Linked DNA regions of Mus musculus: all the other regions are linked to region 1. Evidence: chromatin contacts called from public HiCAR-type, HiChIP or PLAC-seq, Micro-C and promoter capture Hi-C data. All regions are on one chromosome and are shown on one strand. Each heading gives the region's core, a stretch centred on a gene start, on an enhancer-like site or on the middle of the called end of the contact. The rest is flanking DNA. Distances are from core to core; before and after follow the strand shown.

The links. Promoter capture Hi-C pulls out the DNA fragments that hold promoters and counts their contacts. A called contact is a pair of places that touch in the nucleus more often than the background predicts. HiCAR-type assays count read pairs that join an accessible place to other places. HiChIP or PLAC-seq counts read pairs in DNA pulled down with a chosen protein or histone mark.
Region 2: a contact with region 1 is called in a HiCAR-type map of astrocytes, with 2.2 times the contacts expected there. The contact joins the promoter of Dcaf1 here to the promoter of Rbm5 in region 1. A contact is called at or near these places in 2 of 484 Hi-C or Micro-C datasets (cardiomyocytes and pre-megakaryocyte-erythroid progenitors), 3 of 115 datasets of contacts at active chromatin or transcription factors (astrocytes, embryonic stem cells and memory CD8 T cells) and 2 of 9 other capture datasets (adipose tissue and pancreatic islet).
Region 3: a contact with region 1 is called in a Micro-C map of embryonic stem cells, with 6 times the contacts expected there. The contact joins the enhancer-like site here to the promoter of Rbm5 in region 1. A contact is called at or near these places in 2 of 39 promoter capture datasets (cranial neural crest and hippocampal neurons), 18 of 484 Hi-C or Micro-C datasets (the G1E-ER4 cell line, cardiomyocytes, cerebellum and 6 more), 2 of 115 datasets of contacts at active chromatin or transcription factors (astrocytes and embryonic stem cells) and 2 of 9 other capture datasets (embryonic stem cells and pancreatic islet).
Region 4: a contact with region 1 is called in a promoter capture Hi-C map of liver, with 3 times the contacts expected there. The contact joins the promoter of Prkar2a here to the promoter of Rbm5 in region 1. A contact is called at or near these places in 1 of 39 promoter capture datasets (liver) and 1 of 9 other capture datasets (adipose tissue).
Region 5: a contact with region 1 is called in a HiCAR-type map of astrocytes, with 4 times the contacts expected there. The contact joins the promoter of Rbm15b here to the promoter of Rbm5 in region 1. A contact is called at or near these places in 1 of 39 promoter capture datasets (pre-B cells) and 2 of 115 datasets of contacts at active chromatin or transcription factors (astrocytes and large pre-B cells).
Region 6: a contact with region 1 is called in an H3K27ac HiChIP or PLAC-seq map of microglia, with 7 times the contacts expected there. The contact joins the promoter of Arih2 here to the promoter of Rbm5 in region 1. A contact is called at or near these places in 3 of 115 datasets of contacts at active chromatin or transcription factors (astrocytes, memory CD8 T cells and microglia) and 2 of 9 other capture datasets (adipose tissue and liver).
Region 7: an H3K27ac HiChIP or PLAC-seq map of large pre-B cells shows a contact between it and region 1, with 7 times the contacts expected there. The contact joins the promoter of P4htm here to the promoter of Rbm5 in region 1. A contact is called at or near these places in 1 of 39 promoter capture datasets (cranial neural crest) and 1 of 115 datasets of contacts at active chromatin or transcription factors (large pre-B cells).

What each region holds. Positions count from the first base shown.
Region 1 is chr9:107,769,171-107,773,139 of GRCm38.p6, forward strand. It overlaps Rbm5 (RNA binding motif protein 5), which reads right to left and starts at 1,832. Exons shown (of 25, transcript NM_148930.3): 1 at 1,715-1,832; 2 at 391-456. The coding sequence starts at 407.
Region 2 is chr9:106,820,246-106,824,214 of GRCm38.p6, forward strand. It overlaps Dcaf1 (DDB1 and CUL4 associated factor 1), which reads left to right and starts at 1,679. Exons shown (of 24, transcript NM_001373930.1): 1 at 1,679-1,846.
Region 3 is chr9:106,841,278-106,845,246 of GRCm38.p6, forward strand. It overlaps Dcaf1 (DDB1 and CUL4 associated factor 1), which reads left to right. Exons shown (of 24, transcript NM_001373930.1): 9 at 2,859-3,017. Among named protein-coding and RNA genes, the nearest start is that of Dcaf1, 21 kb to the left of the region's middle. Within about 2 kb of position 1,719, at least 1 of the 459 cell types and tissues checked has an H3K27ac peak or open chromatin away from gene starts, as enhancers often do. A contact at or near this core is called in embryonic stem cells, where this site is marked.
Region 4 is chr9:108,689,951-108,693,919 of GRCm38.p6, forward strand. It overlaps Prkar2a (protein kinase, cAMP dependent regulatory, type II alpha), which reads left to right and starts at 2,193. Exons shown (of 11, transcript NM_008924.3): 1 at 2,193-2,762. The coding sequence starts at 2,507.
Region 5 is chr9:106,885,031-106,888,999 of GRCm38.p6, forward strand. It overlaps Rbm15b (RNA binding motif protein 15B), which reads right to left and starts at 2,045. Exons shown (of 1, transcript NM_175402.5): 1 at 1-2,045. The coding sequence starts at 1,937. It overlaps Manf (mesencephalic astrocyte-derived neurotrophic factor), which reads right to left. Exons shown (of 4, transcript NM_029103.4): 4 at 3,723-3,969.
Region 6 is chr9:108,647,152-108,651,120 of GRCm38.p6, forward strand. Arih2 (ariadne RBR E3 ubiquitin protein ligase 2) reads right to left here and starts at 2,257. Exons shown (of 16, transcript NM_011790.5): 1 at 2,078-2,257.
Region 7 is chr9:108,595,562-108,599,530 of GRCm38.p6, forward strand. P4htm (prolyl 4-hydroxylase, transmembrane (endoplasmic reticulum)) reads right to left here and starts at 2,051. Exons shown (of 9, transcript NM_028944.4): 1 at 1,647-2,051; 2 at 1,338-1,419. The coding sequence starts at 2,003.

The DNA of each region.
Region 1 (3,969 bases), core at 582-3,081:
ACACTTCCCTTTCTCCTCATGTGTCCAGACAGTACTTTACATTTTTTATCCTAACTGTTAACTCTCACTAGACTGAAGCTTGTGAGAACAGAATCATGAAAGTAGTCATTTGGAACACTTGAAACACAATAGACATTTAAATATTCATTTGCAAAATAAATAATTTATTACTGTTGTTGCTTTGTTTTGTTTTTGTTTTTCCTTTTTTGAGACAGGCCTTCTCTATGTAGCCCTGGCTGGCCTTGAACTCAGTGAGATTTGCCTGTCTCTGCGGGGATTAAAACCTGTAAGCTGCCATCACCACACAGGGCTGAATAAACAATTTTAAACAAATATTTCAGTCCCAACTAAGCTGTTGAGATCAAAGGCATGTCATGTATTGAAACTCACCTTTTGTCTGAACCCATCGTCTCACGGAAGAGCTAGCACACTGCTTCAAAAGGCTTAAATTTTCCCCTAGGGGTGGGAAAGAGAAAAATTGCAAATTTCAGAGATCACTTAATTCAAGAACCCTACAAACTGGGATAGAAACTGTGGCTAATACTTAACAATGACTAAAAAGAGGAAGGAAAAGGAGGCTGTCAACACTAAGTCATAATTGTGTTAAGAAGCAGGAAGATGAAGGTCACTTTAACATATTAAGATCATATATTCAATAAGAAACTCAAGAAGGGTGAAGGCTTTAGACACCTTGGACACTCCCACTACAATTACAAAGCAAAAAGCTCCTGATTTTCATAACCAAAGCAACGCTATTTATTGAGATGGACAATGATTAAAGCATTCATCCAACTGTCTTCGTTAATATAAAATTCAACACTAAAATTGTAACACGATCTCAAATTTTTCTGACAAAAACTTAGAAGCTGGAATGCTGATCTGATTGAAATTTACATATATAACACATCGCCTGATCTCAATTTATTTCAGTAAGACAAGACCAAACCTTGACTCGGCTTAATATCTGTGTATCAATAACACCTATGTCTTGGACCAGCCCTGATCGACAACAGGCCACCGAGTGACCCACAGCCTTTCCCCGGCCGATTGGCCGTAATAAAACATCACACAGCTATGATGCCTGTGATGTCCCAGAAACTATAGTTACTGCCATTTCTAGAATCTGGTCTTTTAAAGCAAGCACTTAACAAACATTCGTTGACTTAAAAAATAAGAGACATCTAGTGGGTCAAGTTCCGGGGTCGAACGGCTACGGCTGTCCCTTGTTTTCGCCCGAGATGCCCGCACCCACCTCCCAGGGAGGTTGCCCATGCCCACCTCCGCGGGGTATCGCAGCCGAGATGGCGGCGCAACTGAATCCGGCATTCAGTCCATCTTTCTTATCTTCCATCCATCCCTCCCCACACCCATTCCCAACCACCTTTCGCACAGCGAGATTCAGTTGGAGACTCAGGGCGATGATGGCTTAAGAGACTGCCAGGCGCTCCACAGCTCCGCACGACAGGGGATTCGGGACAACGTCCCAGCAAGAGACAAACAACTCCAAAGAGGCGGGTCGAGGACCGGGCTAGGGGGCAACCTATGAAAGCCAGCAGAGCCAGAGGCGAGGAGGGGCGCGGCCCTCAAGCGCTTGCTTAGTTTAGTCTCTTCAAAGACTCGGCTGAGCGGTCACCTCTGGCGGCTGACAGGCAGACTTAAGGGACAGCACCAATTGCAAAATCACTGGGGTGTAATGGACGGCAGCCGCACTCACCCCCACAGAGGGAACAAAGCAGGAGCAGTAGCGGCTCTGCGCCCCAGAACCTCCTACAAGGTTCGGCCGCTCCACAAAATGGCGTCTCCACCGACCGTCTTCTCCTACCCACAGTCCCTCGCGCGTCGACCTTCCCCCACCTCCCATCCTACCCGCCTCTCCAGAGGCGTCCAATCAGCGAGGGTGCCGGTCTGCGCGAGGGCTGCCGGGAAGTGTGGTCGCCCAGGCAGCCTGTCACTATACCCTGCGTTAATTTTTTTGCGTATTTCATCTGCTCCATGACAAAGCTGCCATTCAGCTTCTGAGAACCCGGATGTGAACTTTACCAGCGCTTGACACACTGTAAAACGTATAATCCAGTTCGTAGAGAAGGCATACTACGGATTACTTCCCTAGTCGTTTTACAAACATACAGAGCTAATAATTCGGTAAACTGGAAACTGAACTAGCTTGTTTTCAGAAGCCATGCCAGCACTAGAATATGAACTCCAGAACAATAGGGATATTTTGTTGTAAGACCCTGCCACAAGCAAACAAAACAACAATAAAACCAAGCCTGTGAGATAGCCTCATCAGGTAAGGCTTACTGCCAAGCCTAAAACCCTGAGTTCCATCCCTGCAATTCACAGGATGGAAAGAGAACCACGCATGAGAGTAGTCTTCTGATGTGGCAAACATGGATGTGTGTTCAAATACACCAACAATAAGTAAATGCAAAGCAGCCCAAATTCAAACCAAATCATCACCCAACTACACATTAAAAAAAAAAATCCAACAAAACAGACAAAACCCTAGAGGTTCCCCCCCCCCCTCTCTCTGCTTTTTGTGGAGATATTGTCATCCAGTTGCCATAACTTGTCCTCTGCATATGTAGTTATTAGGGAGCAGATTTCCCTCATTTTTTTTTTTAATTTTTCTTCCCTTCCCTCCCTTTTGTTTTCTTTAGAAAGGGTCTCTATAGTTCTGGTTAGCCTGGAATTCACAATGTAGACTGACCAAGATCCATCTCCTTAGTGTGGGACTGTTTCTGACCCTCCAGTTTTCACCTCCTTCTGGGATTACAAGTCTGATAAGAATAACGGTGTGCAGGAATTAGGGTGACTGAAACTGGCTAGAAATGCCTGATAACACAGCTGAAGGAACACATACTCAACATCTTTCTTTTGTATCTATGTATTCTCAGTATACAATTATGTAAATGTTAAGATATGCCCAATTATGGTTGAGTATATATAACACACTTAACCGCAGAAAATATACATTTGTCTGCAGATCATAGAAACCACTTATAGCAGGGTGTGGTGATCCATGCCTATAATCCCAGAGGTAATTGGATCTCTGAGTTCAAGGCCAGCCTGGTCTAAAAAGGTGAGTTCCAGGAAAGCCAGGGTGATATAAAGAACTCACTCACTGGTTGCTGGGATTAAAGGTGAGCCACCATGCTGCCAATTCAATTTTAAACTCAAAAGCTACTCCCCTATCCCTAGACAGATTCCATCCAGGGATGAATGGCATCCTCTCAATTGTGTCTGTCTGTTGAGTAGAATTGTTTTTGTGAGTAGATGGACTATATATCCTAGGCTATCTGGTAGTCGATGTACCAAAGACAATGGAAATTGTTCTAATTTAAGCAACACAAAAAAGCAAATATATTATTGAACAAAGTTTTAATAAAATAATCTTAAGTCTTTCATTTTAAAAACTTAAAAGCTGGAGATGGAGTGCTTGCTGCTCTATCAGGGAATCCAAATTTGGTTCCCAGCACTCGTATCAGGTAGCACACAAGCCTATATAATACCACCTCCAGGGATCCCATGCCGTCTTCTGGCCCTAAATGCACCTAAACTACACGCAGAGACAAATAAAAATAGTAAGCCGGGCGCAGTGGCGCACGCCTTTAATCCCAGCACTTGGGAGGCAGAGGCAGGCGGATTTCTGAGTTTGAGGCCAGCCTGGTCTACAAAGTGAGTTCCAGGACAGCCAGGGCTACACAGAGAAACCCTGTCTCGAAAAAACCAACCTAACCCAGTGACATAATCACTTTCATGAGTCTTTTAAAACCAACCCAACCAATCACCTCTCTGATTATGTGGCAAAAAAATAAACGATTAAATGTTTTGTCCCAGTATTGGAACTACTGCTATAGAAAAAAAGTGAAAGACATCTTTGCTTTGAGGCAATTGTAGGACTTTGTTTTCCCTATAGCCTTGAGGTGGTCAAAGAGCTTCTGAGTCTTTAATTAGTGAACCTACAAT
Region 2 (3,969 bases), core at 429-2,928, 950 kb before region 1:
TAATTAAAACATTTGATTTAGGGATGGAGAGGTGGCTGAGCAGGTAAGAGCACTGACTGCTCTTCCAGAGGTCCTGAGTTCAATTCCCAGCAACCACATAGTGGCTCACAACCATCTGTAATGGGATCTGATGCTCTCTCCTGGTGTGTCTGAAGAGAGTGACAGGCTACTCACATAAAATAAATAAATCTTAAAAAAAAAACCATTTGATTCAAGTCTGCTATAGAGTCTAAATAAATAATGGTCATTATAGCTCAAGAGACAAGATTTCAGATGCACAGGAGAAAGCTGTGTTGTAGCAAGAGCGTGATTACAAGTTATATGCCTGTAGCACTGCTATTCACCCTCTAGAATTTGTATTTCAAGCAGCTGTTACTCCAAGCACATAATTGAGTGAGGAAGGAACGAAGTGCTCAGGTGGGTGGGGGTAGGGTGGTAGTGGATTTAAGCCCTAAGATACTGGCTGCTGCTTTTCTCTTTCTTTCTTTCTTTCTTTCTTTCTTTCTTTCTTTCTTTCTTTCTTTCTTTCTTGCTTGCTTGCTTGCTTGCTTGCTTGCTTGCTTGCTTGCTTGCTTGCTTGCTTGCTTGCTTTTCTTTCTTTTCTTTCTTTGTCTCTTCTTCTTCCCCTTCCTCTTCCTGCTTTTTTTTTTTTTTTTTCCAGAGGGAAATCTCTGTAGCCCTGGCTGTCCTGGAACTCACTCTGTAGACCAGGCTGGTCTTGAACTCAGAGATCCGCCTGCCTCTGTTTCCCAAGTGCTGGGATTAAAGGCATGCGCCACTGCCACTACCACTCTTCTGATACAGGCTTAGTAACAGCCGTAGAATCTGATCATGACAAGAGGTCCACAGTGTCTTATAATTTCCACAAGAACGTATTGGCTGTAATCGCTCTATGGAAACGCACAGAACTCGCTCAGAATGCCAAGAACAATAGTGAGTTGCATGAATCCTGACGTCTGGGTAGGTTTTGTCAAGATTCTGCTCAATTGTGGAGTTATCGTAATCTTCCATGTTATCACACAGAATCGCTGGGTCAAAACCAGATCCTTCCGATGCAGCTTCCCTTTGGTTTGTGAAGTTAGGCAAGTCATTTACTGTGGGTTTCATTTTCCTTAACTCTAAAATTGATAAATTGAATTAGATGGCCTCCGTGATTAGTTGTTTTCACCAAAGGGCTTTCATTTTTCTGCCTCACATATAATACATGGTAACTGATGTTTTTTGATTCCTGTCGAATATGTTTTTAACAGAAAGACAAAGGAAAACCGACGAATTTCTAACGAGTACAGTTGTTTCTGAATACATTTGTGTGAAATGCATTCTTTGACCCTGGCATCCTTCCGAGCCTGATGTGGCAGTGTCCTACTGAGCCCTTAGATGACACAGGGTAGAATTAAGTAAATTCGGGCAGCCCGGGCTTTTAGAAAGATCTATTCCTTCCTTTACTTTTCACTTCCGCCTTAAAGAAAACTACGAATCCCAGAAGTCAATGCGCTGAGGTGGTGCTTAATGGTAGGTCTAGCGCCATCATCCCTCCCCCGCCCTTAAACGCGGAAACTTCATTTCCCAGGAGCGCTTTGATGTCCCTCGGCTCCTCCCCCTTCCCCGCTCCGGAGCCTCGCGCCAACGTTACACACCCGCGCGCGCTGAGTGCGCGCGCGACCAGTACGTAGCCTGCGAGTGACGCATAATATGTGGGCCGCTCAGGAGCCGTGGTCGCGCTGTGTGTGTGTATATGTGTGTGTGTGAGTGAGTGAGGGAGAGTGAGTGCGGGACCAGAGGCAGTGTGTGAGAACCGTGGCCGCTGGAGGGGTCGGGGGGAGAAGCGGCGGAGCCGCTCGCGAAGGTGAGCGGGGTTAGGAAGGGGCCGGCTCTCTGGCAGGGGCACGAGGAGAGCGAGCGCGCGGCCCGCTGGGCGGGAGAGTGGGCGCCGCGCTGGGGGGAGGGGCGGCACCTGCTTCGGCTGCGGGCGGCGAGGGGCTGGGCGAGCCCACCGAGGCGGCTGGGCCCGGGGCCTGACGAGGCTCTCCTTCCGAGCCCGGGCCCGGGCCCGGGGGCGGGGCCTCCGGCTCCTTCCTCCCGTCCTGTAAAGAAGCCTCTTTAGAGTAACTCTTCCGCCGGGGTGTGGAGGGCAGGGGATGCTCGCCTCTACCTAAAGGAGGTGCTCTTTGAATCTCTCTCTTCCACTCCAAGTCTCTGTCCCTCACGGGACGAGGGGCATCTTCTTTCCCATGCCGCCCGGCGGACCCCTTCAGGAACGGTGTCCCCGCCTCCAGCCTCAGTCACCTGGGCGGGCTTTTCCCTCGGTCGGCTCCGTGCCACCTCCCACTTGCACCCTCCCGGCTCTCCGACCGGGGAGGGGGCGGAGCTCGGCGGGAACCCCTCCCACTTGTACAATGCAGTAGCGAGGGGACGGGGAGAGAGGTATGTGGGTGTCCAGACGCCCAGAGTCTGACCTAAGGTTGCCTGCCAGGTTTCCCCAGCGCTTATTCCGAGGGCTTTTAGTTGTTTGTTGGGCTTTCAAGGGCATTTGCCATACTTTGTCTTCTGTTCCTAGAAAGTGTCGGTCCGTTTCCTCTTACTGCTGTGGTTTTAACATTTGATGAGGAAATACTCTTGCGGTGTGTCTAGTAGTAGTTTTTGAGGAACAAATGACTCGTTTTTTGTTTATCTTACGTTGCTCTTTTTTTTTTTTTTTTCCCGGAGCTCATTGTAGTCTAGGCTGGCTTCGAACTAAGATATCCTTTTATCTCTGCCTCTAGTATTGTAATTAAAGGCGTCTGTTACCACTGCCGGGTTTGCTGTTTTTTTTTTTTTTTTTTTTTTAACTTTCAGGCAAAGACTTTTAAGTAGCATGCACGTTTTAACTTATTGTAGCACTATCTTCCTATTGCAAGCTTTTGAAGGCTTTTTTTCTCCTTGGATTTACTGGCATTTACCTTCAAGGCTTTTATAAGCATATGTACATTTCAGTCTGATCTCAAGATTTGTGTTTTTGTTTTTTGAGACAGGGTTTCTCTGTGTAGCCTTGGTTGCCTTGAAACTCAGTTTAGACTAGCCTGGCCTCGAACTCAGATCTGCCTGCTTCTGCTTCCCCGAGCACTGGGATTAAAAGTGTAAACCAGCCGGATGGTGGTGGTGCATGCCTTTAATCCCAGCACTTGGGAGGCAGAGGCAGGCGGATTTCTGAGTTCAAAGCCAGCCTGGTCTACAGAGTGAGTTCCAGGACAGCCAGGGCTACACAGAGAAACCTTGTCTTGAAAAACCAAAAAAAAAAAAAGTGTAAACCAGCACTGCCCCACCTTAAGATTTGTGTTTGTATATAGCAGTTACTCATTAACCATTTCGAACTGGGATTTTTTTGGGTTGTTAAGGTAATTTGAGGAACTTTTTTGAGCATAGTATTTACTGTTAACAGTGTTGTGTATTTGTTATTTTTTTTTTTCTCAGAAATCCACCTGCCTCTGCCTCCCAAGTGCTGGGATTAAAGGGATGGGCCACCACTGCCTAGCATAGCCCCTCAAACTTTTAAGTAGGAAACTAAAAATAAGTGATAATCTTTCAGTTTCAACTGTTAACTGCTTGCTGTATCTTCTTGTGTTAATTTTATGGAATTTGAGCTGGTAGGTACATCACCTCTAAATACTTTGTACACATTCTTATGAGTGAGGAAATTTCATGTGTATAAATTGATATTTTAAACATTTACGAATTCATATTCTGTAATATAGAATTTTCACTAGCTCCCACAACTGTTTCTATTTAATAGAGAAGTTGAGTTTTTTTTCCCCCAAACAATTTGATACTTAGAGAAGTTAAGTAAGAATTCACAGACATTTCAGCAGAGTTGGGATTTGAGTTCTTTTAAATTGTTAATTCTTTTCTGGGATGTGTCATTTGTGTGGTCTTGAAAATCTCTCTAACTCATTTCCTTATCCATAAAAGTCACCTCACAGGGTGGCTGTGAAA
Region 3 (3,969 bases), core at 469-2,968, 930 kb before region 1:
AAATAGGAAGAATCCTCACACTTTTGTTATATATGGCATCCTTAAAGTTACACAGAACATTCTACTCTGAGGGGCTGTAGGAATTGAGCAGGAAATAAAAATTTATCTGGGTGTGGTGGCTTATTCTGAAAATCTCAGCTCTGGGGATGCAGGGACAGTGGGTTCAAGAACAGTATCTAGAGCCATTAAGATGACTGGGAGGTTAAGGCATGTGTTACCAAGCCTGATGACTTGAGTTTGATCTCTGGGAACCACATGGTGAAGGGAGAGAACCAATTCCTGTACTCTGACCTCCACACATAACACCACAGCCACTCACATGATAAGTAAATGAAGCATCTAAAAATTTGAAGTTTTAATAGTTTGAAAGGCATTCTGATACATCAAAATCCTATTCTCCCCCTTTTTTATTTTAAAAACAGACAAAGATTTTTCTATTTATTTCATGTATGTGAGTACAGCAGAAGAGGGCATCAGATCCCATTACAGATGGTTGTGAGCCTCCATGTGGTTGCTGGGGATTGAACTCAGGACCTCTGGAAGAGCAGTCAGTGCTCTTAATTGCTGAGCCATCTCTCCAGCCCAATCCTACCCCTTTGATACTTTGCTTAAGGTTGTTCTTTGAGAGTCTAATTCCAGCATCTGGGTGGTGGAGGCTAGCTTGGGACACATAATGAATCCTTGTTCCAAAATTTTTTTTATTATTATTTGGGGCTATATTGAAAAGAAAACATTTTGAACTTTATTTTTTTTAAAGATTTATTTATTTATTATATGTAAATACACTGTAGCTGTCTTCAGACACATCAGAAGAGGGTGTAAGATCTCATTACGGATGGTTGTGAGTCACCATGTGGTTGCTGGGATTTGAACTTAGGACCTTCGGAAGAACAGTCAGTGCTCTTAACCACCGAGCCATCTCACCAGCCCCCATTTTGAACTTTATAAAGTCAGTGACTGAACTTCGTTTAGAACACTGAGCTGATTAATTAAACTGGGAAGGTTAGCAAAAGTCATGTACTGATAAAATGATTGTAAAATTGTGCCATTGCTTAGAACCAGGATTATCACCCTTTGTGTCTGTGGGGTACTGGGAATTAACCTAGGCCTTAATGCTTTGCAAGTACTCTACTAGGAACTTGTGTTCTTCAGCTCTTTTAACTTTTCTCATTTTTGTGGCAGGGTCACACAAAGTCCCTAGACTGGCCATGAAGTATGGCTCTCCTGTCTACTAACTAGGCCAGCACTGTTACATGTAGTTTACTTTTGTTTGTTTGACTTTTTTTTTTAATGGAAGATGTAGCAGTAGGCAATTAATGCTATTCACATCAACCTAGCAGTGGTGTCGGTGAGCATTCCTTGCTGCCCGCCCCATTGTTCTTGGTTCCCAAAAGAAAGACACATACATGCAGCCTTATATTTTACTATACCTTAAGCATCTTGATGGCTGGGCCACTCTAAACCTCCATGCAGCTAGCATGCTTTCCTTTTCTCTATTCCTGAATTATTACTTACTAAAACCTATATTCTATCCTGACTGCCCCGGACCCAGGCCTACAGCCCTCCTGGGCCATGATCCCCAACTCTTACATGTTGGCTGTCTCTGTCCTATACTTTTCAGGCTTGCTCTTCTCTCCTATCATGGCGGTTCTAATTCCTCCTTCCTCTCTTGGTTCCCTTGTCTTCAAATCCTAAAGTCCCGCCTCTGTTCCCTGCCTAGCCATTGGCTGCCAGCAACTTTATTTACCAATCAGAACCAACTGGAGGTAGGGACCCTCAGCGTCTTACATGCAGATTCTCGTGCAATTTTGGGAACCCAACTAACATAATACAATCGTTAGACCAAATTCACAACAGAAGAGTTTATTTTGCTTACAGTTTGAAGGAATAAAATATAGTCCTTCACATAGGGAAGGCAGGGCAAGGCAAGGCAAGGAAGGCATGGCAATAGGTAGCTCCATGGTAGCAGGATTATATAGCTGGGACTTTTCATCTCTTCACATGTGCAAAAGAAAGAGTAGAAACTTAAAGAAACAAAAACAGAAAAAAACCCCAAACCAGGTTTATTATTTTACTGCATACCCTACAATGGTGGGCAGTAATAAGAATACTACAGGCGGCCCCATTCCTTGTTTTCTTTTCTTTTTTTAAAGATTTATTTATTTATTATATATTTGTAAATACACTGTAACTGACTTCAGACACCACAAAAGAAGCATCAGATCTCATTACGGATGGTTGTGAGCCACCGTGTGGTTGCTGGGATTTGAACTTGGGACCTTCAGAAGAGCAGTCAGTGCTCTTAACCGCTGAGCAATCTCTCCAGCCCCCATTTCTTGTTTTCTACCCGCATAAAAACCTTTGGTTTGCTGAGGGTGTAGCTCGTTTGTATGCGTCATGTTTAGCAAGGCCCTGGGTTCTATTCCTATCCTTCCTCCTTACCCTGACAGGTCTTTGAAACATGAATACTTTTTGTATTAGGAAGGAAAGATGGATGTTGTAGAATTTTAGCCTTTCTTTTTCTTTCACTTACATCCCCTTTTCCTATTTATTTTCCCTTCACTCTAGCTTTTCTTTTCTTTTTTTTTTTTTTTCAAGACAGGGTTTCTCTGTGTAGTCCTGGCCGTCCTGGAACTCACTCTGTAGACCAGACTGGCCTCGAACTCAGAAATCCACCTGCCTCTGCCTCCCAAGTGCGGGGATTAAAGGCGTGCGCCACCATGCTCAGTCACTCTAGCTTTTCTTTTGTGAGACCCTGGTTCTCTACTCACATGGCTCTTTATAGCAGCTTAATATTATGTTAAGAAATTTGTGATGTTTTTGATTATTCCACTATAACATGTGTCCTTATTGTTTAGCACCTAGCATCTCTCCTGCTTCATAACAAATTTGCCACAGAATTTGTTGCACATGGTGGAGTACAGAAATTACTGGAAATTCCTCGTCCTTCTATGGCTGCAACTGGTGTGTCCATGTGCTTGTATTACCTGTCCTACAATCAGGATGCTATGGAAAGAGTAAGTCTAGTCCATTCAGGTGAAGAGGATGGGATTTGATGGGGACCATCTCTTTAAAACAGCACATTCACAAAACAATGTTTGGATAAAATGAATAGTTGAAAAGATGAAATTCTTATGAAAAACATGAGTCGTGTGAATGTATAGTCTTCATAAAGCATTCTAAAATGTACAATTGTTTAGAAAAATTTCTGACTACTGAGAAACTGCAGGACAGATGTTCCACAAGCTATATTTGCTTTCTGTGATTTTTGTGGCAATACGATTAGTAGCCAGGCACTTTTCATTTGTCTCTCAGTAGAGCTGTATTATATCTTAAAGTCAATTAATTTTAAAAACAGGTGATGCTTTGTATATGTTAAATAATTTGCCATGGGTTATAAACTAATTCTACATGTTCTCATTGTTAGTTTGAGTCTTTTTTTTTTTTTTTTCATTAAGTCTGCCATGTTTGTAACATCTTTTTAAAAAGTGAGTGGGTTGTACATTTGAAAAGTGATGGCTCCTGGGTCTCTCTTGGAGAGGGCTTATCATTTCTGTATCACATTTTGTACAATATATAACTTTTTATGTGTGTCTTGTGTATGTGTTTGTTACCCTGGCTGGCTTGTCTCACTCTGAGGCCTGAGAGGACATCCTCAAACTCAGAGATTCTCCTGCCTCTGTCTTCCAAGTGATGGGATTAAAGGCCTGTGCCTCCACTGCCCAGCAGCTCAGCCACTTTTAAGAATGTTTGTGCTGGGCATGTTGGCATACACCTTTAATGCTTGCATCTGGTTTAGTATATTACTTTTCTTCCCCCCCCCCTTTTTTTTTTAAAGATTTACTTACTAAGAAAAAATTCAGATATAAATACCAAAAAAAAAAAAAAAATGTATGTATATGAGTATACTGTAGCTCTTTTCAGACACACCAGAAGAGGGCATCAGATCTCATTACAGATGGTTGTGAG
Region 4 (3,969 bases), core at 943-3,442, 920 kb after region 1:
CTCTGTGTTGCCTAGGTTTGTCTTAAATTCCTGTGTGCAAGAGTGATTTTTTTTCCTGCCTCATTCTCCTGAGTAATGGGATCTACAAATGATGTGTTACTATACTAGGTTAGGGTGCCCTCTGAATGCTGTCTGTTGGACAGATGGATGGTTAGGCTGTGCTGAATCTGTTTAACAGGTCAGGAAAACCAGACTGTTTCTGACAGAGGCCAATAGGGTTTCAGTGTACCGGGAGACCCTGTCCACACCCAACTCTGTCAACAACCTTTCTCTTCTCTATTTTGTAATTGAGGTCAGAGTCCTAACTCTTCATTTGCCTGTGCCCCATTTAAAACATGTAAGACATGATAATGTGGGAAGACTGGAACTTGGAGTTGTGAATTTACCTTTCCACAAGCTTGGCTGTAGGGTTGCTTGCAGAGAGGCAATTCCCTTGGTAATATGGTGCAGTGGTGGGGGGGGTCACATCTAGGTTTTTTGGATTGTAATGGCAAGATTTGAATCCTGGAAAACTTTTAAGAGTTGGCTAGACTGGGCCGTGGTGGTGCACATCTAATCCCAGCACTCAGGAGACAGATCTCTGAGTTCAAGGTCAACCTGCTCTAAAAAGTGAGTTCCAGAACAGCCAGGACTACACAGAGAAATCCTGTTTTGAAAAACCAAACCAACAACCTCTCCCCTCCTCCCATACCCCCCCAAAAAGAGCCAGTCTGCTCAAGAGAAGACCCATCTCCACTGTGTTGCTTTGCTTTTTTGTTTTTGATTTGAGATAGTTTCATGTAACCCAGGCTAGACTTGAATTATGTAGCAGCTTTGAAAGAAATGATACATATTATGAGACTGAAGTCAGGAGAGCAGTTTCTGCTTCTTTTGTTGCTGAAATGTATCATTTGTTCCTTCTTCATTCATTCATTCATTCATTCAGTCTTCACAAGTATGCTGTCAGTGCCTCCAGCCAGCATGCTGGATACTGCTTCGCCGCCACTCAACATACATTCAGGGACACATAGCTGTTTGTAGTCTCAGGTCTACCTAGCTTACAGCCTGGACTGGCCCCTACATTGAGTACCTCAGTAAGGTGTTCCCCTGTCACCATACACAGCTCAGTTCCCAGCAGCCTGAGGTTTTGGGTTTGTGCCAGGCCTTTATGGGCGGTGCTAGTGGAGATCTTAATTAATACTGGTTAATTACCAGGTGGTGCTTAACAATCCCAATACCCTTCAGGTTCCCAAGCTCACGAGTTGCTGGCTGGTTCCGGCAGGGAGAGGGAGAACAGTATTCTCGCTGGCTCTTTGGCCAGCACCTAGGCTGGATATTCCAGAAAGGTCTGTAACTTCTTTTGTTCAAGTTTGGTGACAGGAGGAAACAAGTTGAGGAACAGCAGGTGCCTCTCTAGTTCACCTCTGCCCTCTTCCCAAAGGCAAAAGACAACACGGTCTGTGGTCTGCTCAACTTCACCAAGTAGTGTGGCCCAGGGTTGAGTGGGGAGGAAGGAGGACTCTAAGTCTAGGCCTGAAGACCAAGATGGAAGTGTCCAAAAGGAGGAACAAGCCCCGAGGTCTGTCCAGCTCCTGGCATTATTCTGCTTTCTTACTGCCCACAATCGGCTGAGCGAGCTCTTTCAGGGTTATTTCTCTGCTTGAGGCTCACAAGTGACTATCTCACTGAAACTTTTACTTCCTACAAAGCCTTCCCCCTTTGACATCTCACGACGTCATATTAGACTCCTTAGGACCTCAGGCAGTCAGGCACGCATCGTTCTACCTGTCAGTCAAGGTGGTTCTTCTGACTTGACTAGGTCTTTGTTCCTGTTGTACAGGACTTTCCTCCAGATCGTTCTCTGGGCAAACCTGCTCAGTACTTTAGGCTTAGCATTAATGTCGTTCCCTAGAGTAAGCCCTCTGGCCCTCCACTAGAGCAGGGGTCAAGGTGAGGTGGTCCTGTGTCACTTCAGTGACCCTGGCACTCCTTTAAGAGGCTCGCAGCATGCTCCGAAAGCATGAGTGAAAGGTTTTTGTGACCAGGCGAGACGCACTAACCAGCCCGCCTCGCAGCCGGGCCACTCTTTCCTCATCTCCGGGGCCTCCCGCACCTTGACCATGGGCTGCTCCGAGAGCGGGAGGCTCAGCGGCGCACGCGCACTCTGGGCCAGCTCCTGGCCGGGGACGCGCACGCCCGCGGCCGCGTGCGTCACAACCCGGGCGCCTGCCGCGCCCGTCCAGCTTGCCTGCCCGGCGGTCCCCGCGGCGGCGGCGGCGCGGCGGCGGCAGCGGCGGCGGCTGCGGCCGGGTGACAACAGCAGCGGCGCCAGGCTGGCTTGCTAGCGGAAGGGTCGCGCGGCCCGCACAACAAACTCAGACCCGGCCAGAATAAGGCGCGACGCGAGGAAGGCCGAGACGGGCCGCGCGGGAGACCGCGGGCGCGGAGTGACAGGCCGGCGTGAGGGAGCGCGCAGGTTGCAGCCGCCGGCCGCCCGGACCCGCCGGGCCCCTCGGACGTCGCAGGCATGAGCCACATCCAGATCCCCGCGGGGCTCACGGAGCTGCTGCAGGGCTACACCGTGGAGGTGCTTCGGCAGCAGCCGCCCGACCTCGTCGACTTCGCGGTGGAGTACTTCACACGCCTGCGCGAGGCCCGCCGCCAGGAATCAGACACGTTCATCGTCTCCCCGACGACCTTTCACACGCAGGAGTCCAGCGCAGTCCCCGTCATCGAGGAGGACGGGGAGAGTGACTCGGACTCGGAAGATGCCGATCTGGAAGGTAGGCGGGCGGGGCAAGGCCGAGGTGCGATGTGGGCACCGAGTGAAGGGTTCAGGGAGGGACCCGAGGGCCGACCAGGGGTGCCCTGGGCTCGGCTCCCGGCCTTACCCTGGGCCGAGACCCGAGAGCTCTCCAGCCCAGCTGCTTGGGTTCCCCGGCGTGTGAGCATTCCAAATTGAGCTCCGCGGTTCTCTGAGCCCGAGCGTTCACGGAGAGTGATTTGTCAGATTCTGCCTTGAATGAAGCGTGCGCGTTCTTTGGTCCGCGTGGTGGCGCGGAGCTTGAGTCGGTCCCGCCAGAAGCTGCTCTGCCTCTTTGCCTTAGACCCCATAGCCTGCTTGCTTTCCGAAGACAAGAGCACCAGCACCCGGCAGCTCGCCCCGAATAAACCGGATGATCATTTCATTTGCAAAGAATTCCGTTTTGGAAGAGTTATTGCTGAAAACTGTTGGAGACGAGGCCGATCGCCTTGATTAAGCAGGAACTCAGTAGGTAGTTCAAGCTGACCTCGAACTTGGGGTCAACTATCTACCTCTGCCTCAATGAAAACCTTATAAGCATACACATAAGAGGAACGATGAGCTGAGCCCCTCCCTAAATGCTGTCACTCACATTCAGTAGCTGAACCTCCTCCCCCAATACTGCCTGCCGCTCACATTCAACAGTTATCAATATTTTCACTATTGTTTTACCTATATATATATTTCCTCTCTCCCTTTGCTCAAGTATGTAAAGGAAATTTCAGTTATGCCATTTTATTCGTGTCCAGTTAATTATGCGTTCCTCCTTCTCTTCCTCCTCCTCCTCCTCCAAGTTTCGATATGGTTAAAACAATTGAATCAAACTGGCGAGCATAATCAATACCTCGATTCCAGTGTTGATTGCAGGGAAGTATACAAGTAACATTCTACTCATTTGATTTAAGTAAGACTGTCAAAGAGCAATTTTATTTCCTCGGTTGCTTCCACTTATGCTTTATTAACATAATAGAGTTAGCCTGCTTTAATTGTTTTAATTTTAATTAATCCCCCCCCCCTTTTTTTTGAGACAAAGTCTCACTGTGTAGCCTTGGATGATGTAGACCAAATTGGCTTTGACCTCATGAGATCTGCCTGCCTCTGCCTCCTGAGTAGTGCTGGGATTAAAAATGGGCAATCTATGCCCAACACCGGCAGATTTATTTTTCTTTATGTGTTTGTCTATCTGC
Region 5 (3,969 bases), core at 795-3,294, 880 kb before region 1:
CCTGACTCCTTGGTCCCTTCACTGGAGTGGTTCTCCTTGCGGCTACGCTCAGGGGTGCGATCTGAGCCTCGCTCAGACTGCTGCCCCCCACCCTTGGTCCTGCTGCGTTCCTCGTAAGGGGAGTGAGTTGTCCTCCCACGGTCACTGGAGAGGCTCCTCCGCTTGCGTCTCTCTTCCCAGGGCTTGGCTATGCTCCGGTCCCCATCACCCCCCCAGCGCTCACCACTCCGGCTGCGAACTGAGCGGCTATAGCCCTCCAGGCTGTTTCTGCGGTCTGAACTTTTACTGAGGCTGGTCCAGTCCCCTTCCAAAAAGGTCCGGTCTCGGTCTGAATACAGAAGGTGTGGAGGGGTCCTATCCCGCACCCTAAGGTCAGCATCCAAGTTCCGATGCCGGGTATATCCGTCAGTGAGCAGCTCATAGTGCACAGGGAGAGGTGAGGGCTGGTACTGCTGGGGATAGCGAGTCTCCTCGGCTTTGGCAAAATCCACCCGGAGCCTGCGATCTGGACCACCCAAGGGGAAGCCCCTCATTTTAGCACAGGCAGCCTGGGCTGCGTCCAGGCTCTCGTACTGGATGTAGGCAAAGCTGTCTCCTTTGACGTGATCGATGGTCCGAATGCTCCCGAAGCGATCGAATTCCCTGGCCAGGGCCGCCAGCGAGGTGTTAGGTCCGAGACCACCCACCCAGAGGCGGGTGGTGGGGTTAGCCTTGCCGTAGCCTATCTTTATGGGGTTTCTGCCAATCACCCGGCCAGACATAGCCACCTTCGCCCTGTGTGCCATGTCCAGATTCTGAAACTTGAGGAAGGCATAGGCACCACCCTGGCCGCGGGCAGGCCTCTTGATGACCACCTCCTCGATGATGCCGTACTTCTCGAAGGCCCGTCGAAGCTCCACCTCAGAAACACTGTGGTCCAGGTTGCCGATGAAGAGGTTTCGAGTGGCTCTCTGATCATCCTCCGGCATCAGGTCCTCCTCGCACACGGCCTGGTAGCCGTACGGGCGGCCGCGGTCGTCGTACAGCCCGTAATAGTCCAGGGCTCGCTCTCGAGACAGTCCCACGGCCGCCGCGGCAGCAGCATCCAGGGCGAAGGCTGCGGCGGCGTGCCGCGCGCGGGGCTCCCGCAGGGGCGGGGCGGCTACCGGAGACAGCGAGCGCTGCTTGTACTGGTAGCCACCGTGCAGGGGCAGATAGCCCAGGGGGTCGGCGGGCGCGGGAGGCCCGGGGGGCGGCGTGGAGGCGGCGGCGCTGCTGCTGCTACTGCGCCGGCTGCTCCCGCCGCCGCGCAGGTACACCGGCTCCACCTTGAGCGGGCGATCGTAGAGCAGCAGCTGCCGGGCCAAGGCGTGCTGGCGAGCCTCCCGCGCGTCCTGTGGGTGCCGGAAGTTCACGTAGGCCACGCGGCCCAGCTCCGGGGTGTGTGACAGGCGCAGGCTGATCTCCCCGAACCGCTTGAACTGGTGGAAGAGCCGGTCCTCCAAGTGCTCGGCCGGCAGCGCGGGGCTCAGGCTGCTGATGAGGAGCGTCTTGTACTCCGGAGCCGCGGTGGAGCCCGGACCCGCGGGTTCCGCCCCGGGGGGCGGCGGGGGCGGCGGGAGTGGAGATGCGCGGGGCGACGCGCCGCCAGCACCCGGGTCCCCGGAGGCCTTGCCGGTGCGTCCCCCGCCTCCGGGCGCGCCCGAGGAGCGCCCGCCGCTCGCCCGGTGATTCGCATCCCCGGCAGCGCGCCCGTCGCGATGCCCGCCGCCTCCGCCGCTGCCGCGGGGCTTGTCGCGAGCCCGCGCCGGGACCGGGTGCTTGGTACCGCCGGAGGCCTTGTGCGCTGCCCGCCGCCCGCCCGCCTCTGCCTCTCGTTCGCGCTCCCGCGGCCGCTTGGCGGACGATGACGAGCCACGCCCGCTCGGGCTGGAGTCTCGCTCGCTCTGCCGCTTCATCGCGCCGGTTCGGCGGGCGGGCGGGCGGCCCGCGGGTCCCTCAGAGCGGCGGCGGCGGCGGCCCAGGAGGCAGCGCCCCCGGCGCCGCCATCTTGGACAAAAGGACTCGGCGCGGCGGCGGCGGCGGGGCGGGGCGGGAGCGGCGCCGAGGGGCCCGGCGCTGCGTTATCAAGCTGCGCCGGCCGCGACACGTGACCGCGGTGGGCGGGCCGAGAGTTTCGCTCGCTGCCTATCACGGAGCTCCGTGGCCCCGCACCACGTGACATCTTGGCAACCAGAGGAAGCGGCCTGTCTTGCGAGCTTTGGCGCCGCCGCGTGGCTGCCGGAGCCCAGGCACCCGGCTCCTGGGTCGCGCGCAGATTCCCTCTCGAGCTCGGCAGGCCGCGGCTGCGCTTTCGCTTTGTGCTCCAGGGCTTGCTTGCTACTCCGGGTCCGCCTATCTTTTTCCGCCTCGGGGCCACGCCCACCGGAGCAGGTGTGGCCGCTTGGCCCGAAGCCAAGTGTTGCGCGTCCCACTCCAACCTGCCACTAGATTGAAGAAACTCTATTTCCTTCCATGGAGTTTTCTGATTAGGACCAGAGTTGGCCCCCTTGAAAATAGACACACAAGGATGCCTACACCCTGCCTAGGACCCACATCCAGGCATCTTATGCATTCGAATTCTTCAGGCACTGTCCTGATAGACACAGGTGAGACCTCCCCGGGGTCCAGGTACAGAAACTAGAATGCGTTTGCAACCTACAGACAGGCATCTTGGTGCCACTGGGTCCAAATTTCTGCTGTAGGTGTCTGGGCGGACAGGAGGCTGGGAAGGTGGGGCTGCTGAGCCAAGGGTAAAGAGCAGGTAATGCCATTATCACTTCTTGCCAAGTTGACAGACTGCTGGCCAGTGTTCTGACCACATCCAGGAGATGAGGTGAAGTACCGGCAAGAGTACTCAAAGGCCCCTAGGGCTTATGCTCTCCACAGACGGTTGCTGGATCATTGATGCATCTGTAGGATGTCGAAGAACGCACCCAGCTCTTCCCTCCTCCCATAAGCAGAAAGCAACCAGCAGGAGGAGAAAGTGCAGGAGGAACTTGGAAGAAACAGCAGAGGGCTTCATGTAAGGCCCTGCGAATGCAAAGTGAATTTGGGGACCACACAAGAAGATAGCTAAGACGAGCCTTTTGGAAAACATAACTTCTTAGCAGTTGCTCCTTTCTCATTATCTCTGGAGGCAGCAGGAGCAAAGTTTCCCCACTGAGGCACAGTTCACAAGTGCCAGCAAAGGGAGCAACTGAAAACCACAGTGCACACAACTCCCTCAGGCCTTCCACTACAACCAGCTCACACTGCTTCTTTGTAAACCGATTCCTGCCAACTTTGCCAAAAATATAGGTAAGCAAGGGTCCTTGTTCTGATGCTAGACTGGAACCCCGATGAATGAATAGTTTAAGTACCAGGCGGGGTAAAGATACGCTATGGTCTGACCACCTGTACTCAGCTCACAGTTCTCCTTCTGCATAGGCTGAGCCAAATGTAAATGTCCTTTAGACTTAACAGCAGCTCAAGAACCTTCAGCCCCTGCTACTGGACTGGATGGGGGTGGGGGTCAGGGGTCAAGTCTAACCTCACCAGGCTGAAGTATCAGACACCCAGAAGCCCAAACCCACAAGACATTGGCTGCCCAAGCTCTTAAGTCCTGTTATGGGAGTTTCAGGCCCTCAGCACTGGCAGGCTGAGGGATCTTTTCAGACTGGAAAGATAAACCAGTAATCTATAGGACAGAATACTGTGCCAGCTCAACTCTCCAAAGACAATTTTTTTTAATAAAAAAATCCCAGACAAACTTTGAAGTCCTAGAGTAAACCAGCAAAGAAGGAAGTAAATTGTCCCCACTTGGGGATGGGGAAATTGTCCCCACTCGGGGATGGGCAAGAGGGAACTGCAGAGCCAGCATCACTAGGAAAGCTCTAGGTTCACATCTCATTGTCAGGAGCCCGCTTAAAAAATAAATTACAAAATGGTTATTTGGGGAAGAGACAGATA
Region 6 (3,969 bases), core at 1,007-3,506, 880 kb after region 1:
CCAGACTGGTAAATTCAATGAGTTGCATGGTGAGATGCTGTCTCAAACAGAGGCTTACAAATGAAGCTGGGATTGATAATGCTGAAGTATCTTGCCTAGGATCATACAAAGTCAACTAGCAGAGGCAGCATCAGAATTCCATTCTAAGCAGATTCTAGCCATCACTCTCAGGAGGCCTGATTTAAAGCTACAGAAATCTCACTAACTAAAGAGCATACCCTTTCAAATTCTGATTTCTCCTTAGGATCTGTCGAGAACATGGCTCACAGCTTTTTCACCAACCAAATAACCAAGTAGATGGGAATCCAGGTTCTTTAAAAGAATTGACTGTTTCATATACTTCCTGGTGTTCTAGATTCAGATCTAAATAAAGCTTTTTTAAAATAAAAATTTTATAAACACACATATTTTTGATACAAGGTCTCACTATGATGATGTCTGTCCTCAAACTCACAAGAGCACAGCTTCCTAAATGGCCAGACTAAAGGTGAGTGACACCATTAGGCTCTGTTAAGAGATTCCTGAAGGAAGGCTGGCCTTGCTGAGCTTAGTGGCACATTCTGGGATCCCCAACTTAGGAGTGTCAGCAGGAGGATCAAAAGTGGGAGACACTGGCTGGGCGTGGTGGCGCACGCCTTTAATCCCAGCACTTGGGAGGCAGAGGCAGGTGAATTTCTGAGTTTGAGGCCAGCCTGGTCTACAGAGTGAGTTCCAGGACAGCCAGGGCTATACAGAGAAACCCTGTCTCAAAAAAAAAAAAAAAAAAAGTGGGAGACACTGTCTCAAAATAAAGCACGCAAGAAAACTGAATCCTGACTTTGTTCAAAGGGCCAATGTGTTATTTTCTTAATGTCAAAGTATTCAAGATGTTAAATATGACTATCTCAGAGAGAAATGGTACAAAATTAGTACTTTTTCCAAGAGTTAAAGTCATCTTCAAAAAAACCTGCCACTCATTTTGAGCTGGTTTCCAAGACATGGCCACATACAAAAGGATAAAGACCTTTTAGTTTGAAGTTGACAGGAACACAAAAAAATTGGCTAGTCGCACAGATGTTTAACTCCAGTTGTAACACTTGGCCCTCAGTAGTCATTTATTAACTACATTTCGAAGAAAACTTCTTGGCTGAAAAATATGAATCAGCAACTTGTTTAAAAACTCAGCAGCATCCCGGGCGTGGTAGTGCAAGCCTTCAATGCCAGCACTTGAGAGGCAGAAGCAGGTGAGTTCGAGTTCGGCCCAGTCTACACAGTGAGTTCCTTGACAGCCATGACTATGTAGACACTGTCTAAAAACAACCAACTCGACACCGCATCTGTCCTAATAATGGCAGGTAGCCGCCGATTACATGGAGTTATTGAAAGTTAGTTTACTTTTAAAAAGTCAAATGTAGTTTCTCAGATATACTAACTACATACATGTCAACACGAAAGCCGTGTGTGGCTTAATGGCTACCATACTGAACAGCAAAGGTCTAGAACGTGTTCGTCGCCGACAGAAAGTTCTACGAGACAGAGTAACAAACAGAAGAACTAAGGCGAGCTCGTCCGAGAACACCACCGCCTCTCTTGAGGCTAGACCAGTGGCGTCGGGCGTGACCGGTCGCACGTCTCTGCGAGGCGCCCCGGTCTTCGCGCGGACACGGAACCCACGCGCGGGGAGGCCCTTTCCCAGGACGGGCGTTAACAAACAGTGCGGCTGGCGCTGCCAAAGCTCCCAACCACCAGAGAAACGGGGAGCCTCCGAGGCGGTGCGTTCGCCTGGAGCGCCCAGAAGGGCAGGCCCGAGCGCACCCGAGCCTCGCGGGCCAGAGGCCCTGGCCTCCGACCTCTCGGGGAGCTAAAGAGCCAACGAGGAAGAGGAACCCAGGAGAGACGCCAGGCACCCGCCGGCGCGGGCTGTCGCCTCCGGGAGTGCCTATCAGTCGGCGGGGAACGTCGGGACCTGGGACGGCCCGGCCTCGCAAGCGGCGGCGAAGGCGGAGCCCGGACCGCGCCGGCGAAACGCGCGGGGATCCCCCCCCTCCCGGCGGCCAGTCAAGAGTAAACAAGGCCTCGACTCCCGCCGCGCACTTACCGGGAGCCGCGACCTCGCGGCCGCAGAGCCCAGGCCGGCCGGACCAGGTCAAGCCAGACCAAACCAGGCTGACGGAGGCGTAGCGGCAGCGGAGGCAGCCGGCGGACGCGGCTCAGGCCCGCGCAGCTTCCTCCGGCAGAGCCGTCCCCCGCAGCTCCGGAAGTGTTCTGCGCCGCGCGTCACTTCCGGTAGGGGTCGACCTGCGGTCGCCCTGGAGGCTCCCAGGCTTCTGACGACTGCGTAGTCGGTTGGAATCGCTTCCTCACCATCCTCTAGCGAGAGCCCCTGGGAGGAACTACTGAGCGTTCGCTTTTGAAGGAATGATGTAGGAATTTGTTTCCTGCGTTATAGCCTACCAGTGTCTTTATTCGATAGTTAGTTTTAGGTTTTCTTGCGTGTATTTTGTGTGTGTCGCACGGCTCGCGTGCAGAAGAGGTCAGAGGACAATTTTCCGGGAGCAGTTTTTCTCCTTCCACCATGTGGGTTTCGAGGATCAAACACTTGTCAGGCGTGGCAGTAAGCGCTTTTTACCCACTGAGCCATCAGACCCTTAGATGAGGTATTTTTAGCTTTTTTTTTTTTTTTTTCCCCTGACCAGACGTCTACCCACTTCACTGTTTATACTCTGACGAACAGCGTGAGAAGACATTCTGGCAACACTGGAGTAGGTTAAAAAGATCATAGTTTCCGGGCAACTATGGTTTGACATGAGCCATACTCGGAATTTCTACGTACGTTAGGAGGAAGTTCTGGCCCATGAGCAATCAGACTTTAGTTTCTCATGACACTATCCCCCTAGCCACCCACTTCTCCGACTTCCACTCACCTTCACGACGGGTATTTTTTGTTTGGTGTGGTTATATTTAGAAGCAACTCACTATATAGCCAAGGCTGGTTTGCCTTGCTAGATTACCAGACCCAGAGATTCATACATCGTAAGTGTTTCGCTGCACAACTTCTACCCACGATATAGACTGCATTAGGACTCCAGTCACCAAGTTCTGGTCACCAAGCCTTGTTGTGGACTGATAGGAGGCTCGCTCAAGTAGCAACTCCATCGAGATGTTAATTACTGGAGTGAAGCCAGAGGCACTGTGAGGTAAATCAATGTTCGTGCAAATCTGTAGATAACCTAGTTCTACCTTTTCTGGAGTGTATGTATTGGTATTCAAGACACCCGGAAAAGTGAGGCAGAAAGAAAAAAGACCGTGTAATAGCCTCTTTTATGTAATTCTTGGAAAAAATATAACTGAAGAGACTTGGGAGTTGGCTGGGCCATTAAGAGCTCTTGCTGTTCTCTCCAGAAACCTGAGGTCCTTGCCCACTATTGATAATGTCCAGGGGATCCGAAGCCCTCTTTGAACCTCTTCCGGCACACACATACTTGTAAACAGAAAATTAAAAAAAAAATTTTTTTTTCTTTTTTGAGAAAAGTTCTCACTATATATCCCTGGATAACCTGAAGCTCTGTACAGACCTAAAACTTACAAACTCACATGTGTGCAGCCACACAATCTACTTAAAATATCTACAAATTTGGGTCATGAATCAAAATCAGGGGTAATCAAATGTTGAAAGTCGCTAGAACAAGAATAGCACTTGGGGTGCAAAGGCTAGGGGAATCATTGAAAGTTCCAGGCCTCGGGAGGCAGAGGCAGGTGGATTTCTGAGTTCAAGGCCAGCCTGGTCTACAGAATGAGTTCCAGGACAGCCAGGACTGCACAGAGAAAAAAAAAAAAAAAAAAAAAGAAAGTAAGTTCCAGGCCAACCTGGTCTACATACTAAGTGCCAGGCTGCCCAACAAGGCAGCCAGAGGTACATGATCAGTAATTATCTTTAACAACAACAAAAAAAGTAGCTGGGCAGTGGTGACACACGCCTTTAATCCCAGC
Region 7 (3,969 bases), core at 801-3,300, 830 kb after region 1:
CCGACTAGGCCATCTTTTGATATATATGCAGCTAGAGTCAAGAGCTCCGGGGTACTGGTTAGTTCATAATGTTGTTCCACCTATAGGGTTGCAGATCCCTTTAGCTCCTTGGCTACTTTCTCTAGCTCCTCCATTGGGAACCCTATGATCCATCCATTAGCTGACTGTGAGCATCCACTTCTGTGTTTGCTAGGCCCCGGCATAGTCTCACAAGAGACAGCTACATCTGGGTCCTTTCAATAAAATCTTGCTAGTGTATGCAATGGTGTCAGCGTTTGGATGCTGATTATGGGGTGGATCCCTGGATATGGCAGTCTCTACATGGTCCATCCAGAGATCTCTTAATGCTCTCTACAAACTCCATTCCTTAGCAGCCAAAGGCAGCCCTGGGTCTGCTGATTCACACCACCAAGGCCATGTATAGATTGTTTTTGTTTTGTTTTGTTTGTTTGCTGTCATTGTTGTTTTGATACAGGTTTTTCTCTGTGTAGTCTTGGCTGTCCTGAAACTTGCTCTGTAGATCAGGCTGGCCATGAACTCAGAGATCTACTCGCCTCTGCCTCCGAAGTGCTGGGATTAAAGGCAGGTGCCACCACTGCCCAGCTAGGGTTGCAGAAATTTAACCCAGGCAAGGTCTGTGGACATAGTGCCCTCCCCATGTTGACATTGATAGTCTTTGGAGGACTTGGGGGGGTCTCCACAACACCATGGTTAGGTGTTTGAAGCCTATCATCTACTAAGAACTCAGAAAACAGGAGCTGTGTGTGATGTGGCTAAAATGGGTCACCCTAATAGGCTCTGCCCATGAAGGGTGAAAGACAGGAGTCCTAAGAATCTTGAATACTGGAAGCAAGAAGTTGGGCCTTTGAATGGTGCCCCTCTGGGGGGGGGGGGGCCGCTGGCTTTGAGGGTTGTCAGTTCATTCCAATATGGACGGCCTGATTCTCATCAGACCACAGGATTAGCTTTGGGAATGTGATCTCCCCAGAGGCCCCCGGGTCAGCTGGCACCTGGTTATCAGTCTCTCACCCTGCCCTGATCTGGAAGGTGATAGATTCGTAGCACAGACTGCCCAAAGATAACTTCAATAAACAGTTGGAACATTTGTCTCAGGGTCGTGCTGCCCAGCCTATGATGGAAGGGTCCGCTGAGGGAAGTGTGGAAAACGAACCTCTCTGTCCGGTTACGGAAAAGGAAGCTCTATTTTAGTAAACTGGATTCAGAGAGCGCATCTACGAAGCAGCCATGTTCAAAATAGTAAACACACGGTCAAAAGAAGCCTTGGGGTGGACACTGCAGCCTCCCCGGCCCTTCCCAGAAGTGTCCTGCAGACTTACCAAAAAGCAGCGGCTTGAGGCTGAGGGTTCGGATGAAGTGATCCCTGCCCGCGACCACCTGGACTTTCCGCTCATATCCCACCTAAAGGAAAAATACACAGCAGGCAGCTGGTGTGCCAGGCCGCACTGCTCAAGAAAAAGTCCCGTGTCAGGGAGCGACAGTAGCAAAGTAAGTAGGCGCGCGCGTGACCCGCACACAGTGATGCGTGGGGCACCGTGGTGGCCCAGAGCTGAGCCACGGTTCCTTCTGGCTCGGCTTGGCAGTGCTTGAAGCTCCGCTCGGGGCGGGAGAGGAGGGGATGTTCTTACCTTGATGCCCTCCAGCCGGGTGAGGGGACCCAAGGTTGGCACTGGCTGGGGGCTCTGCTCGCGGCGCTGGGGTCCGGGGTCTGTGCTCTCGTCTCCGTTGCTGTAGTGCACGAAGAGCAGCAGGGCCAGCACGTTGCCCAAGTACAGGTGCACGAACACCATCAGCACCAAGAAGTAGGCACGGGAACAGATGCCCCGCGGCTTGCACAGTGGCCGCACCGGGGCGTCTTCACTATCGCCTGGTCTGGTCGCTGCCCCGGAAGGGCGATGCTCCGGTGGTAGCGGCCACTGAAGATTTGAGGCCTCCTCGACTGTCTCAGCCTCAGGCCGCTGCACGGTCGCCACCGCTGCCGCCATGGCGCCCAGGTCGCGCGCGCGCCCAGGGGAGGGGCCGCGGGGGTGCTCGCGTTGCGCAGTCGCTGGGACCCGGACGGCAGAGTCAGCGCGCCCGGCGGTCACTAGGAGACGGTGCTCCGGGATGCTGTGCCTACACGGAGCCGCACCCATCGGTCCATACTGAGATCCTGGGACCTCGCTCACACCCGGCTGGTCGTTTATGGAGCTGTATATACTCCAGTGCAGAAGGCCATCCACAAACATGGAGGCACATCAGCGGAGCACCGTTAGGACAGACACCATTGCAACTAGTAGTTTCTTGGTTCCCGGGAGAAGACGCCCCCCCCCCCCCCCCCCGGCCCCAGAAAGTGTAGTGGGCATTTTCTCACTCTTGGGAGAAGGGAGTCAGAGAGTGATAGAAATGGGACATACGACATAGTGGGATGCTGAGGCCAATGACTGCACACTGGATGATGAGATTATAGAGCAGTTCCCACGAGTTCGATTTATTTAACTAAAACATTTTATGTCTATGGGGTGGTTTGTTTATGGGTATGTGCACTCCATGCATGTCTGTATATGAGGACAGAAGGGGCGTTGGAGCTGGAGAGACTTACAGACGTTTTTAAGTCTCTATGTTGGTGCTGGGACTAGAACCGGTGTGTTCTCCAAGATGGATCTTAGCTAAAGAGCCTCTCTCCAGCTTCCGTTTTTGCTTTTATTAAAATTTTTTTCTTGTTGTTTTTTGTTTGTTTGTTTGTTTTGTTTTGTTTTGTTTTTTCGAGACAAGGTTTCCCTATGTAGCCCTGGCTGTCCTGGAACTCACTTTGTAGACCAGGCTGGCCTCAAACTCAGAAATCCCCCTGCCTCTTGCCTCCCGAGTGCTGGGATTAAAGGCATGCACCACTACACCCGGCTTATTATTAAATTGTTTTTAAACAATACACACAAACAAAAAACCAAACCAAACCAAAAAAAAAACCAAAAACAAAAAAACAAAAAAAACACCCCAAAACAAAAACCAACCCAGACAGGGTCTCATATAGTTCAGGCTTGCTCATCAAACTTGAAAGGAGCAGAGGATAAATTTATTCTCCTGCCTCCACCTCTCAGATGCTGAAGTTAGGGCTGGAGAGATGGCTCAGTGGTTAAGAGTACTGATTGCTCTTCCGAAGGTCCTGAGTTCAAATCCCAGCAACCACATGGTGGCTCACAACCATCAGTAATGAGATCTGATACCCTCTTCTGGAGTGTCTGAATATATATATTTTAAAATGCTGGAGTTACTAGGTATGCACCAAGATATTCAAGATATTCTTGAAGGTCCTTCGGCAGTCAGACTGGACCACTGAGGGAATCCTGCAAGTCAGACTTTGGTGAGAGGCTGCCCAGGGTGCCCAGGTTGGGCTCCACCCAGTGTCCCTCAAAATGAAGCAGGTGCTGTTTGTGACGCTTGCCTTAGCTCCTGGATGGGAAGAGGGAGGGTGGAAGGCTTTCCCCTAATCAGGACACCTCTGAAGAAAATAAAACTCAGATTATAAAGCAGCGGCCAAGGCATTTTTTTTTAAAACAGTAATTTTTCACAATGTATTATTAATTTTATATCTGATTCCCAGTAAATTCATGCTTGCTTTCTTTCTCTTCTTTCTTTCTTTTCTTCCTTTCTTTCTTCTGTAGCTGTCTTCAGACACTCCAGAAGAGGGAGTCTTGTTTCAGATGGTTGTGAGCCACCATGTGGTTGCTGGGATTTGAACTCCCGACCTTCAGAAGAGCAGTCAGGTGCTCTTACCCACTGAGCCATCTCACCAGCCCAAGGCATTTTCTTTTGAACGCTGCTCTTAGGCTGACCTATGTTCCCCCCTCTCCCAATGCAGTAAAGTGCTATATCGACAGCTCACTTCCAACATTCTACAATGGCAGGCTTCTTCAGGGTCACTAAATGCCAGAAGTTTATTAGCTAATCTAGTTATCCTTGAGTACTTTGTTA